Regions from separate parts of the Mus musculus genome. Here region 2 is linked to region 1. The links are chromatin contacts, called in public ChIA-PET maps. All regions are on one chromosome and are shown on one strand. The core of a region is the stretch at or near the end of the contact, and the rest is flanking DNA. Distances in the headings are between cores, read along the strand shown.

Region 1 (6,744 bases), core at 2,282-4,781:
AGCTGAAGTGCATACAGCACCTTACTCCGGCCTGAGCTGCTGCTCAGAGGGCGCCTCTTCGGAGCCCTGCCATACTGAGCATTAGTATTGGGCAGAGAGTGAAAGGGAGCGGGCATGAATTAGATTCTACAGACACATTTAAAAGTTTCTCCTGGGACAGGGGCTGGACTGAGCATGCCCAGAGCACTGGTTACGCCTTGGCAGTCCCCATACCTTGCACTTGAAATCCTTTTCACTGCAAGGACTGCCCAGTTTCACCAGGCAGCTTCCTCCTTTCTGTCTCCATCTCAGAGCCGGTGCCTCTGGGTTTCACTGTTTTGTGCTGCCCTGACAGAGTGATTGTAATCACTGTAGGGCAGCCCGGGACTTCCCAAACACTCGTCTGGAGACCAGCTGTGTGCCTGCAGAACTCAGTTTCCTGCAGTGCTCAGATGCCCTGGGAAGTTTATGTAAGAGTGTCATGAAAGGGAGACAGTGACTCCATCAGACTTCAATTGTGCCCTAAGAAAGAGAGAGCTGCCTCAAGATCAAGCTATCTACCTGGCCGGGTCCATCGGCTTCCTGGGCTCACCACGGTACCATCATCCTCCCAGCCCCAAGTTGCCCTCCTCCTCCTCCTCCTGAACATTCTCATTCTCTCTCAACTCACTTGGTATTGTGCTTTGCAAAAAATCTTCCAAAGTTCGAAGTCACCATTGCCAAAATAGGAAATACAGAAGTTCAAGGACCAACTGAGCCCTGCCCGCCAACTAAAGTCTCTGCCCTCTGCCACCGTGTCCCCATTTGCAAAACACTGACAGCTGCACCACCTCCCCACCCCCCAGTGGATTCTGTTAAGGACTGGATGAGGCTGTGTTTGCAGATGAATCAGGACTGGCCATCATGGCTGTCAGGAAAGCCCTGAATCTCTGTGGTGTAATACAGGGATCCAGTTTAATGTTTCATCCTTCCTTCAGAGTTCTCCAAGAAGTGATTCGGGGCACCCAGGTCTTTTGCATTCCCTGGAAGTCCTCGGCTGGGGCCCTCTGGATGGCTGACAGGATAGCACAAGAGGCAGGGCCTGGGTGTACCACTCTCTGCTGCAGCTTCACACGGGTTTAAACCCGGTCATATTTTCCAGCCACACACCGGAAAACAGTTGTCCCATGTTCCCAGGAAAAGGACAGGGATTTGTTTGTTCAGTACCTGGCTGGTGTCTGCTATGCAGTGTAAAGTGTTTTATGGAGTCCTTGACACACCTTAAGAGTCCGAGCATATGAAAATCCTGTTATTTACCATCTGTTCCAATATGGATGCTCACAAAAGAACCCCTGAAGAACAAGCTACTCAACACAAAACAGCATGCATGTGGGCTTCTTCTAATTTTTTTTCTTTCCTCGGGTATGATAATTATGTGCCTAATGCAGCTTCTCCCTGGGTGCTATGCAGGAAGCAGGGAGTGTAGCAGGAAGCCCACACTCAATGCTGGTTCTGCCCCGAGCAAGGGCCAAATTATGTCAGCCCTAGGATGTGTGCCCACTTTACAGACTTCTCTAAAACTGCTGTATCCCCTCATCTCCAATGTCCCAATCCCCTCCCTATCCATCCATCAACTTGCCTATTACAACGCAGCGCTCAAGTCTCAGATAACCGGCCACCTCTGCCATGGAACCTTCCTTGTTCTCAGCCCTGTGTCCCCTTGTTAGTCTGTACTTTCCTTCCCAGAAACTGTTAAAATCTCCGCTCACTTTCTGTCTCTGGCAAGGTGGTTTCTAGAGGAAGGGGCCTGGTTTTGGCCAGCATCAGCTTGTGACTGTAAATTCTGGTATGTGGAAGAACCATCTCGATCGTCCCTTAAAACAGCCAAGGTGCAAGGCTTTAAAATTCTTATAACTCAACCAAAAACTAAAAGGAAGACAACTGAGGAAGAAACACCGCAGTGTCCTCTTTTTTAAGAGGTAAACGGGGACTAAGAAGTCATGCCCGGGTACTTGCGTCACGCCTGGGTACTTGTGTCACGCCAAGCAGTATATGTGCTTTACCAGCGGAAGGATGGGCAGTGCAGAACAGCAATTAAAACAAAGTCCTCCCACATTAAGAAGTCTGAAGTTTTCCAACATGGCTGACATGAGGGTATTCACAGTGACGAGGGTATCCCTGAGTGTGGTTCTCACTGATTGTGTGTGTGTGCGTGTGTGTGTGTGTGTGTGTGTGCTCGATGCTATGGTTCACAGATATTACTTCCAACTAGCTGAATAGCTAGGGCAGCCCAGTCCTCACAGACAAGCACCTTTCCCAGTGAGTTCCCTCGGCACAGAACATGATCCCACTCCACTTGGCATCCTCTGTCTAGGCCACTGGACATAGCACTATCCACTCCCACGGTGTTTAGACAAAGCTTGTGTCTCCACAAGCCAAGGGGGTGGTGTGCATCACTAGCTCTCAGGTCACGACGGCAGTGCTCGTGTCTGACACCCCCAAGTTGGAGGGTCCTTCTCCAGGTTCAGAGGTTGCCCAAATCTTTGACATAGTAACAGTACTTTGTCATCTACGAACTTCACACCGGAGAACCATCCAATCCAATTTCCAGGAAGAAAAAGAAAAATTTAACAAATACCTCATACTGTTTTCAGTCAGTTTCTAATTTGATGGGAGGCAGGATTGGTATTGGCACTGAGAATCATGCAATTTGCAGACCGATGGCTGGCCAAGCCTTCTCAAGGCAGTAGTGTCTTCCGTGTGACAGGTAGGCTCTGAGGGGAATAGAAAGTGACTTCTTGAGAGCAAGGGCATCCTAGTGACTCCAGCCCTTCCTTGGCTTCTGTGCCTCCTCAGAACAAAAACAGGGCTTCCAGGATAGCATGAATATGTACCTGGCAGATGACCCCACGGGCGCTGTACACCTCACAATTAGATCCCTGAAAATCATGTAAGTGACATACTCACAGTATCAGCGCCACCTGCCAATAAGTCAGGTGGACAAAGCTTGGTCTCTCACACAATTAACATCTTTGGTGACACTGGAGGGCAGACAGATGTCCTGGTCACTGAAGAGGCATCTGAGTGATACCAGGTCCCTCAAGGCGCCTATTGACACTTCTAACCTGCAGATTTAGGGCAAGAACAACCTAAAGGGCCTGGGGGTGTCATGGACTCCCACCAAGAGTCAGGTAGGGACGTTCCCTCACTGTTGGCTTAGCAGAGGGCCCTGCATAGAGGTCCCAGGACTTTCACACATGTACCTGCACGCTTGTGCTTTGCTCCTGGCCCAGTCAGTAATTCCAATTGCTACAACAGAGAGGGGAAGGGGGCAAGGGGAAGGGGAGGGGGAGGGAGAGGGGAGACAGGCTGTCCAGTCGGTGTGAGAGTTAAGAGCCCAGCCACAGAAAGCCTCAGCTGCTCTTTCACCTTGAGACAAATGCCCCAGAACTAGCTAGACTTCGCTGCCTGCTGAGGTTCCTGCGGAGGTTCCCAAGCTCCGTGGGCTGAGGGCGGAGCAACGAGGCTCCGCCTTCAGGTTGATGTCAAGCTGGCCCTGTGGATCCAGCGGCAGTCTTCAGTTCTCAGGACGCCGCCGGCCGGAGGCGTAAAGGCCGGCTCCAGTGGACGATGCCGCTGTGCGCCCAGGATGTTGTCGCGTTTGCTCCCATTCCTCGTCACGATCTCCAGCCTGAGCCTAGAATTCATTGCATACGGTAGGCTCCCCAGCGCTCGCTCTGTTGCTTTAAAGTTCACATTCGCGGGAGAATCTGCTTGGATGGGCTGGGGTCCCGCCCCAGCTCCTTCATGCTGGCAAAACGGTCTCCGGCTCACCTGCTGTTTAAGTGGAGGAGGCTAAGATTAACTGTGGCTGTTTGGGAGTGGCCAGCGATGGATGGGTAAAGCCTATAGTTTCCGTCCTGTACGTACCCTTGTTCCTCAAATCATTATCCTACCACCTCCGGACAATCCATAACTTAGCCCTCACTTTTCGGCTGTTCTGGTTCTTCCGTGGGTCTGATCGTGCCCCTTCTTAGTTAGGCTCCTCTCCCTGAACCCTACCATCTCACCCCATCCCTTCTTTCTGCCCACCCTTCCCGACCACCCTGTTAGTCTTTAGCCCACAATTCATCTCCGCTGCCTGCTGCCCACCCCCCTCACACACACACACTTTACCCACTCCTCAGCTCAGGCTAGGTTCCTGTAGCCCAGGAGAGAATGAAAAAGTGGAGAGTTGGAGGGACCAAGTGGCACAGAAGTACGAAGACCGGGGACCCCAAAACACACTTTTACAGGAGTTCAAAGTAAAAAGAGCACAGTCAGTCATGTTATCTACAGAGGCACTGGGGATGTGCCCCGCTGAACATCACAAACACGGGCTGAGGTTTTCACTCCCCCTCTCAGAGTTTTGCAACTGAAACACAACCTTGAGATTCAAAGAAAGGGGTGGGGGGGGGGAAGGGCTGGGACAAGTATGTTTTCTGAGAATGACAGGGTCACTGAAAGAGAACTGAGAACTGTGACTCTCAGAGAGCTGGCAGTTTGGAGAAGGAAAGTGTTGCAGAGCTGCCTTCAAGAGGAGACATCTTAAAGGGTCAAGAAGGCTGGAGAGGAACAAGGGCTATTGTCCTTGCAACACACTTAAGCCCGCAGAACTCATCAGGAGAATTCAATAGGAATGCTTATTGTATTGTTACAAAAAGGGCAGAGGATCTCAAGGGGGTCACTCCTCTGCTCCTGGTCATACTGGCAAGCTGCTAGCTCCAGGCTCCTGTGTCAGCTCTTTAGAACTAATAGAGTGGGAGACTACAGGTACTTCACAGCTGAGTTTTCGAGGAGGCCAGGAGGCTGGACCGCTGACGTTCATTGTCTCCATTTGAGGCTCGCCTAGGCATCTGATTATACTGATGTCCATGTCTGAGCTACAGCTTTCCTAGAAACTAGGGACTGTGGGGATACCCTGTGCCTGGACCACAAGATGTCTGTGTAGACAAGCAGGGTGCCTACGGATCCAGATAAGGTCAAGGGTCATGGCTTGGATGAGAACTCAGTCCTGGAATGTCGCTAGAACAGGAACAGGCTTTGGCCAGAGAGCCAGGGACCGGCTCATCTGAGAGCCACTCCTGGCCATTATCCTGGAATGTAACAGACCCAACTTGCCTTTGTCAGTCCCTTGTGAGGCTTCTCATCCCACATCACACAAGCATAGAAAGACAAGACTCTAGCTTTGGATTCAGACACATTCTGGATATAGACCACCACCATGCCCCTTACTGGCTCCACTGGCCTTGGGCCAACTATCTGATTCTCTGGGATTCTATTTCTTCTTCACTAAGTTCGGCATGTGTCTAGAGCCCAGAGCTGCTGTGATCACTAAACCGAACATATATATGTAAAGCACCCAGCCCCTCCCTCCCAAAGTACTCTTGCGGCTTTCACCACCCTCTTCCTAGTCCCCCGGGTACCTCTGCTTTCTCTAGTGTTAGAATTCTTTCCCCTAGGGACAGAACTGCCAAGCCCTTCCTATGTGTGGTTTGAAGCCAGATTTTTCCAGCACATCCTCCACTGGAAACCTATCCCAAACCAGTCTGAGAGCACCTACTATGAAGTGGCCCTCAAACAGTAAGGAAAGAGGCACAGGGGGACCAAATGGAGGCGGGAGGGGGGGGGGACGACTAGGTGGCTACCTTACTATTGAAATGAGACTAAAAGGGACTCTGACACATACTTGCTTGAGTGTCATATGAGTTGAGCAATGTGCTGGGACCCCTAAGGTGAGCAGCTGTTGGCTTGGAGGGCTTCCTGGTATTCTGGAAAAGCATTCATAAACCTAACTACAAGAAAGGAAACAGGGGATTGCAGAGTGGGCTCATACAGTCTTAGGGGGGAATGAGCTACTTAAATTCCCACCCAGGGGCTTTCTAGAACATGGATGTCAACAGAGACCTTGGCCAAGGGCCTGAGGACTGTTCCCTTTGTCATTAAGGAAACGTTCTGCCTGGCCTTTCCCTCCCCTCTTAAGAGGAGAAAGGTTTGGGCACAAGCTGTTCCCTCAGTGTCCGTTCTGATATCTCCTCAGGTACGGAAACTCAACCTGGAATGACATCCATATCTGTAGAAAGGCTCAGGCATTGTCCTGTGATCTCACAACGTTCACCCTGGATCTGTATCACCGAAGCTATGGCTACCGGGCCAGAGTCCGGGCAGTGGACAACAGTCAGTACTCCAACTGGACCACCACTGAGACTCGCTTCACAGTGGATGAAGGTGCTTTGCCTCTACTGGGCTTAGAACATGGCCTTCCGGGACAGTTCCAGCCAGGAACTCCAGCCTAGGGCTTGTTCTGTCTGTTCTCACCACTTTAAAGTCACCAGACTTCCTGGCCAGCAAACTGACTGCCTTAACAGATCTGTCTGAGATTTTTAAAGGGAAGTGACATTGTTTATCCTCCATACGAGAGGTCTTGGGATGGGTGGGGTGTCTGTGTCATGAAAGCCACATGTATGAACTTGTCGAGTTTAGGATGAGGCACTGGATTTTGAGCACTCAGGGACACAGTTCAGATGAGGCCTGGCCCCGCGTAGAGAGAATCTCCCAGCTTGTACCTTTGAGGCTGGAAGATGTACTGATGAAAAAAAAAAATCCAAGACAATTTCTGGGGAGTCCCAGGGCAGTTAGCTAGCCACAGTGGAACCCTTCAATCCACACTGGATCTGCACAGGGTCTGGCTACAAGATGGTCTCACCCTGTAGGACTCAGAGCTAGAAGTGACATCTGGGAGGTCGC
Region 2 (6,744 bases), core at 2,086-4,585, 500 kb after region 1:
AACAACTTGATGTATGATCTTATAGATGGTTGTGAGCCAGCATGTGGATGCTGGGAATTGAACTCAGGACTTCTGGAAGAATAGACAGTATTTTTAACGGCTGAGCCATCTCTCCAGCCCTTCAACTTTTCCTTTTCTTACTTGACACAAGGGCTCATGATGCTTGTGGCCTGCATCTCACTATATGGACTTGGCCTCAAACTCATAGTATCCTGCTTTTGCCTCTCAAGTGCTGCTGTTTCACATGTGTGCTGCCAACAGTTCTCATTATTTTGTGGGGAAAAAAATCAGGGTTCTTCCTTCTAGGTTTTTTTTTTTTTTATAAAATATATACTAAACTATATTTTGTCCTTAATAGTCAACTTTTCTATGCAACAGAACACCAGAACATATTTCTTCCTTTTTTAAATTTTATTTTTATTTTATGTATATTTGTGTCCTGCTTGCATGTATGTCTATATGAGGCTGTCAGAGTCCCTGGAACAGGAGTTAAAGACAGCTGTGAGCTGACATGTGGATGTTGGAAATTGAACCTAGGTTCTCTAGAAGAGCAGTTAATACTCTTAATCACTGAACTATCTCTCCAGCCCTTTCTTTCTTTTTTCTTTTCTTTTTTTTTTGTTTTGTTTTGTTTTGTTTTTTTGAGACAGGGTTTCTCTGTGTAGCCCTGGCTGTCCTGGAACTCACTCTGTAGACCAGGCTGGCCTCGAACTCAGAAATCCGCCTGCCTCTGCCTCCCAAGTGCTGGGATTAAAGTCGTGCACCACCACTGCCCGGCTAATTTTTATTTTATTTTCTGTTAGTGTTTTTCTAATTCCTAAAAAATATTGGGGCTGGAGAGATGACTCAGCAGATAAGAATACAACCATCTGTAAATGGGATCTGATGCTCTCTCTGGCATGTCTGAAGACAATGATAGTGTACTTACATACCTAAAATAAATAAATAGTTTTATAAAAAGATTTTATTTACTTTTATATGTATGGGTATTTTACCTGCAAGTATGTTTATGCATCATCTACAAGCCTGGTACCCTCAGAGTCACAAAGAGGGTGTCCGATCTCTTGGAATCGGAATTATAGATGGTTGTGAGCTGCCACGTAGGTGTTAGAAATTGAACCTTAGTCCTCTGGAACAGCAGAGGGTCCTTGTAAATCCCTAAGTCTATCTCTTCAGCCCAGACTTTAAACTCGAGTTTCCTGCCTCTGCCTCCCAAGTGCTGAGATCAAACATGTGTCACCAGAGCTGGCTTTTGTCCCTGATGGGTATGTGGCACATGCCTTTAATCTCAGCACTTGGGAGGCAGAGGCATGTAGATCTCTAAGTTCAATGCCAGCCTGGTTTATAGAGCAAATTCCAAGACAGCCAGGATTACACAGACTAACCCTCTCCGGGGAGACCTTTCTTTTCCTTTTTAATGTACAGAATTTCTCCAGTTTCACCCAAGCTGTTGCAGATGGCTCACCTCAACGCTTCGTTGGGGTGTATACAGTATTTTCTTTATCCACTTGTCAGTTGGTGGACACAAGGTTTTCTATTTTGGGGCTACTAACTAGCACACACCTCTTTTGTGCTGCTTCAAGTTAAAAAGAGAATTGCCTCTAATCTTAACACTAAGGATGTAAAGGCAGACAGACCTCTGTGTGTTCGTGACCAGCCTCATCTACATAGTGAGTTCTAGGTCAGGCAGGTATAGGAAGTAAAACTGCCTCAAAAATATGTTTTGAGTAGAATTGCTATTTTTGGTTTTATCTTTGTGATGCTATGTCCATAATAACAAGTATAAATTGTTGAGCAGTTACTGTGGTGGAACACTTAGCTTATACAGTCTAATTTATTTTCTATTATCTAACTCTATAAATTTATGAAGTATGTGCTCCCACCAGTTTAAAGAGTAATAACAGGCTTAGAGAGGTGTAGTGAGTTAACTAACGACTAAGGCCTTGAGTACTGAAAAGAATTTAAGCACAGGTCGCGCTGATTCCTCGTTTGTTTTTACTTCTGTTATACAGCCTCTAAGGCGCGCCTGACCAAGGACACTTGTGAACATACATTTTCTTTTCTTTCTTTTTTGAGGCAGGAGAAAACCAAATCTGCAAGAGCAATATAGGATTTTAACTGCTGAGCTATCTCTCAGGACCCTAAAACAAACAAACAAACAAACAAACAAAAAACCCCAGCCCTTTGAAGTATACAGTTCAGGACTGGAGAGGGGGTTCAGCAGTCAAGAGTATCCGTTGCTGTTTCAAAAAGCCCCAGTTCGATTCCCAGCACCCATATCAGGCAGCGCCTGCATTCGCAGGCACATGTCTGAACACACATAGGATTTAAAAATAAAATAATTACATATTGAAGATAAACCGTACAGTTCAGTGGCTTTCAGGATATCTGCCTCTGGGTAATTCCATGGCACTTACATTCCAAACATAATGCACTAGCCGCTATGTCCTAGTCTTCTGGAACTCCGATAAATCACTTATAAGCTTTCTAATTTCACAGATATCCCTGGTTTAGTCATTGCAAACAAATAGTGGCCTTTGCATCTGTTTCTTTACACCTGTTTTCAAGGCTAATCTATGTTGTATGTGTCAGTATTTTATTAGTGCTTTGCTTCTCAAGACAGGGTTTCTCTGTGTAGCTCTCTCTGGCTATCCCAGACTTGTTTTGTAGACCAGGCTGGCTTCAAATTTACAGAGATCGTCCTGCCCCTGGCTCCCGAGTACTGGGATTAAAGGCGTGTGCCCGGCTGGACAATTTTTGGTCTTCCTCCTCAGTTTCCTAATTTACCTGGAATTGATTACAGGTGAGGGGACACCATGCCGGCTTTATTACGGGAGTTCTAGACGTTATGTATTCAGGATACTAGTTCCTCATGGTCACAGATTATTTTATATATTCCATTGAGTGTTTTTACGAACTTTAAGAAGCAGCACCAAGGGCTGGTGAGATGGCTCAGTGGGTAAGAGCACCCGACTGCTCTTCCGAAGGTCCGGAGTTCAAATCCCAGCAACCACATGGTGGCTCACAACCATCCGTAACGAGATCTGACTCCCTCTTCTGGAGTGTCTGAAGACAGCTACAGTGTACTTACATATAATAATAAATAAATCTTTAAAAAAAAAAAAAAAAAAAAAAAAAAAAGAAGCAGCACCAAATAAACGCAGGCGAAGAGAAAGAAAGGACAGAGGAATGACGCTCCACAATTCTAGCCAAACCTGCAAATCCTGGGCTAACAGGGGTCTGAGTTTCCTGGCTTCGGAGCTTACTGGCCCCGCCCCCCGCCCTTTGACCCGCGCCGTTTCCGGTTGGAGACGTGGCTTGGGGCCGCCATCTTGGCAAGAGGCGAAGCGGCGGAGGCTCCTGTCAGGGGCGGCAGGTCCGGAGCGGCCAGAGCTCCGCGTCTCTGGGCAGCAGCCCGAGTCCCCGCAGAGCCAGAGCGCGGCGCAGCGCGCCCCACCTGCGGCCTCACCATGGTAAGCGCCGAGCCGGGTTCCCTCGCCACGTCCTCGCCGGCTGGGCCGGGACCGCAGGAGCCGCGCCCGGAGCCCTGCTGTCGGCCCAGGCTTGGCACGGCCTCCCGGAGTCCTAGAGCGAAAGCTGCCGCGCCCACCTAGCCTCCGCCGGCAGCGCCGCCACGTCCGCCCGCCCGCCACTCGGGCTGGTGGTTGTCGCGCGGGTCTTCCGTCCTCAGGTCCCGCCGGTTCCCTGCGAGCTCCGGAACCGCAGGGCTGGAGGCTGGGCCTGTCCGCCGCTTTTCGTCCTCTTGTCACCACGCCTCAAAGCTTTTCTTCTCCCTCCTCCACCTCTTAATTGAAAGGGGGAAGTAGAGGCAGTGCGGAAATGGTAACTTCGGGCGCCCGTTTGAGGGACCCCGGTGTCCCCGTAGCTACCCTGTGCTAGGGTAGCGCGTACGTGTCTTTGGCAGCGAGGCTGGTGCAGAGTGTATATAGAACGTAGAGAAACGGAGTGACAGCACAGGGTTTCTGTCTTTAAGGGACCGACCGTTTTGGTGGAGTGACAGGAGTGTGGCTTACTGTAATCACAGCTGTTATGTGGAATAGGAGAGGTGGGCTGTGCTTGGGGACTCTGATGCCAGCGGAGCTTATTTCTCTATGAACTCATCTGTTACCAAGATAGGAGAGGTTATTTGTAGGTGAGGGTAGGAGAAAGCAGAATTAACTCCACCAGATCCTCCTTAATCGACTGAAATCTGAATATTCGGGAATAAGAGGAGATCCTTAGATCTAGTAACTTTTGAAGAATTTTTAAAGGTGCTTTGAAAGCATACCTAAGTAACATGACTGACTCTCTTGGTACTTGTCCTATTAAGTTCTACTAACAACTCTTTTGATAAGAATTTGGTTAGAGGAGAAATTCATGTTTGGTCTTTAAACCACAGAAAGTTTCTTTTCCAGCCTCAGGTGTATAAAATTTACATCAAGTAGGCTTGCCTCCCAAAATTTGGTATTAGACATAAAATTTCCAAAACCTCATATACCGACCCTGAGCCCCAATTCCATGAGTTGATGTTGTTGTTGTTATTGTGTATGTTTTTTCTTTTATATTTTAAGATGTTTTTATTTTATGTATATGAAGTTGTGTGTCTGTGCAATACCTGAAGATGGTATTGGATTCCCTAGAACTATAGTTATGGACACTTATCAGCCTCCCTGTGGTACAGGGATTCTAACCTACGTCCTATGCAAGAACAAGAAGTACTCTTAACTGCTGAGCCATACCTCTAGCCTCCATTTTTTTTAGTTTTAGAGAAAAGGTTTCTCACTATGCTGACCTGGCTGTTCTGAAACTCATTCTATTGACCAGGCTTCCCATCACTAGAATTAAAGGTGTGCACCTACTCTTTTACGTTTTAGGGAGTGTTCATAGTTTATGTTAGAGTGTGTAATTTTAAAACTAACATTAGAACCTTATGGAAACAAAAGTCCAGATAACCTTTACCAAAATCTAGTTTGTTAAAATGTTCTTGGAACTTTTAATATTTTAAATTCGTTGATAATGGAGGAATATGTCAGACTTGGTGGTACATGTCTTTAATTCCAGCACTAGGGAGGCAGAGGCAGGCAGATATTTGAGTTTAAGGCCACCTTGGTCTACAGATTGAATTCCAAGACAGCCAGGGGTACACAGGGAAACCCTGTCTCAAAACAAAATGAAAGATTGTTGTGAAACAGTAAAGCTCTAGGTATTCCATGGTAATGTGTGTATACATATACATGTGTGCATATATGTGTAAACTTTTGTATGTGTGCATACAAATATTTTTGTTTGTCCTTTTGATGTGAATACATATTCATATAGCTGTGTCCTATATTTCCGAATACAATACGACACTTAGCATGATCCAGATACGTACAGACTCCTGTGTCATGGAGAGCAGTTATCTCAGCATATTCTACTCTGTCAAGTCAGAGGCCTGCTTGGTAGTACTTCTGTATGTTTTTGGGCCCTACTTAATTACAGAAAAATCACTGTACCATAGAGTTATATCAAGTGGGGTGAAATTTTGATCTTTAAGGTTGCATCAAAATTTCTCATAGTTTTTCCTCAACTTTTTTTTTTTTTTGGTTTTTCGAGACAGGGTTTCTCTGTATAGCCCTGGCTGTCCTGGAACTCACTTTGTAGACCAGGCTGTCCTCAAACTCAGAAATCTACCTGCCTCTGCCTCCCGAGTGCTGGGATTAATACAAGATTTCCCAACATTTAGAACATTTCACAGACCCCTATAGGGAACAGTCCTGTAACTACCAACTAGTTTCTCTTAAAATTTCATTATAATTATTTTATCACACACCTAAATCATTCATCCATTTCTTTCTATCTTTTAAAAACATATTTCAGAATAAGCTACAGGTCCATAAACATTGTTTTGAGAAATAAACTTTTTTGGTTTTACTGAATTATAAATGCAAAATATCCAAGAGAAAATATCTTTTCTTTAACCGGAAGATCTCTATATAGTCCAGGCTGACCTGGAATTCACCATCATCTTGTCTCCGCTTCCTGACAGACTTGACCATGCTGGCTGAAATGCATCTTCTGATTTGTCCTTTTTCTTTAGTTTTCTGCAAGCTTAGTTTTCTTAACATTTGCCAAGCATTTTTTTAACTAACTTATTTTTGAATAAACTTGATTAGTCCTGTGATACCACCCATTTCTAAAATTTGCTTATCTACAAAACATTGTTCTTAATTAAGATAGTAAATAGACTTACTATGATGACAGATATCTTTACCTACTGAGAAGTTTTCAAATGCTTATAAAACTTATAAAGTCTATAGACTTCTAAGATAGTGAGACTTACAGATTGTGAGTATGTGGGGGGCGGGTGGTATAGGTTTGGGTATCTTCTCTTGCTCTCTGCTATGCTGAGCTAGAAGCTTGCTGTTTGAACTGTGCTGGCTGGCCAGTGAGCTCCCAGGATTTACCTGTCTCTGACCTCCAGCGCTGAGGCTATAGGCATTTGCAGCATGGCTGCATGGCTGGCTTTTTGTGTAGGTGATAGGGTTCAGATCCAGTCCTCATGCTTACAGAGGACGCCACTTTCCCAGCCTGCCTCCCCGCCCCCTTTTAAATAACATTTGTTTCTTTAGTAGAGCAAGGCAAACTCCCCAGTCCTTTTTTTAAAGATTTGTTTATTTTCTGTGTATTAGTGTTTTGCCTGGATGTGTATATATGTACCATGACATGTGTGTCTGGTGCTTGCAGAAGCCAGAAGAGAGTATT

What was found. ChIA-PET counts read pairs in DNA pulled down with a chosen protein or histone mark.
Region 2: a contact with region 1 is called in an RNA polymerase II ChIA-PET map of memory CD8 T cells, with 20 read pairs. The contact joins the promoter of Arcn1 here to the promoter of Il10ra in region 1.

Annotation. Positions count from the first base shown.
Region 1 is chr9:45,265,936-45,272,679 of GRCm38.p6, reverse strand. It overlaps Il10ra (interleukin 10 receptor, alpha), which reads left to right and starts at 3,531. Exons shown (of 7, transcript NM_008348.3): 1 at 3,531-3,674; 2 at 5,460-5,580; 3 at 6,038-6,225. The coding sequence starts at 3,608. Mir7086 (microRNA 7086) reads left to right here and starts at 5,973; the gene lies at 5,973-6,037.
Region 2 is chr9:44,764,399-44,771,142 of GRCm38.p6, reverse strand. It overlaps Arcn1 (archain 1), which reads left to right and starts at 3,335. Exons shown (of 10, transcript NM_145985.4): 1 at 3,335-3,473. The coding sequence starts at 3,471. It also overlaps a transcript of Ift46 not described here.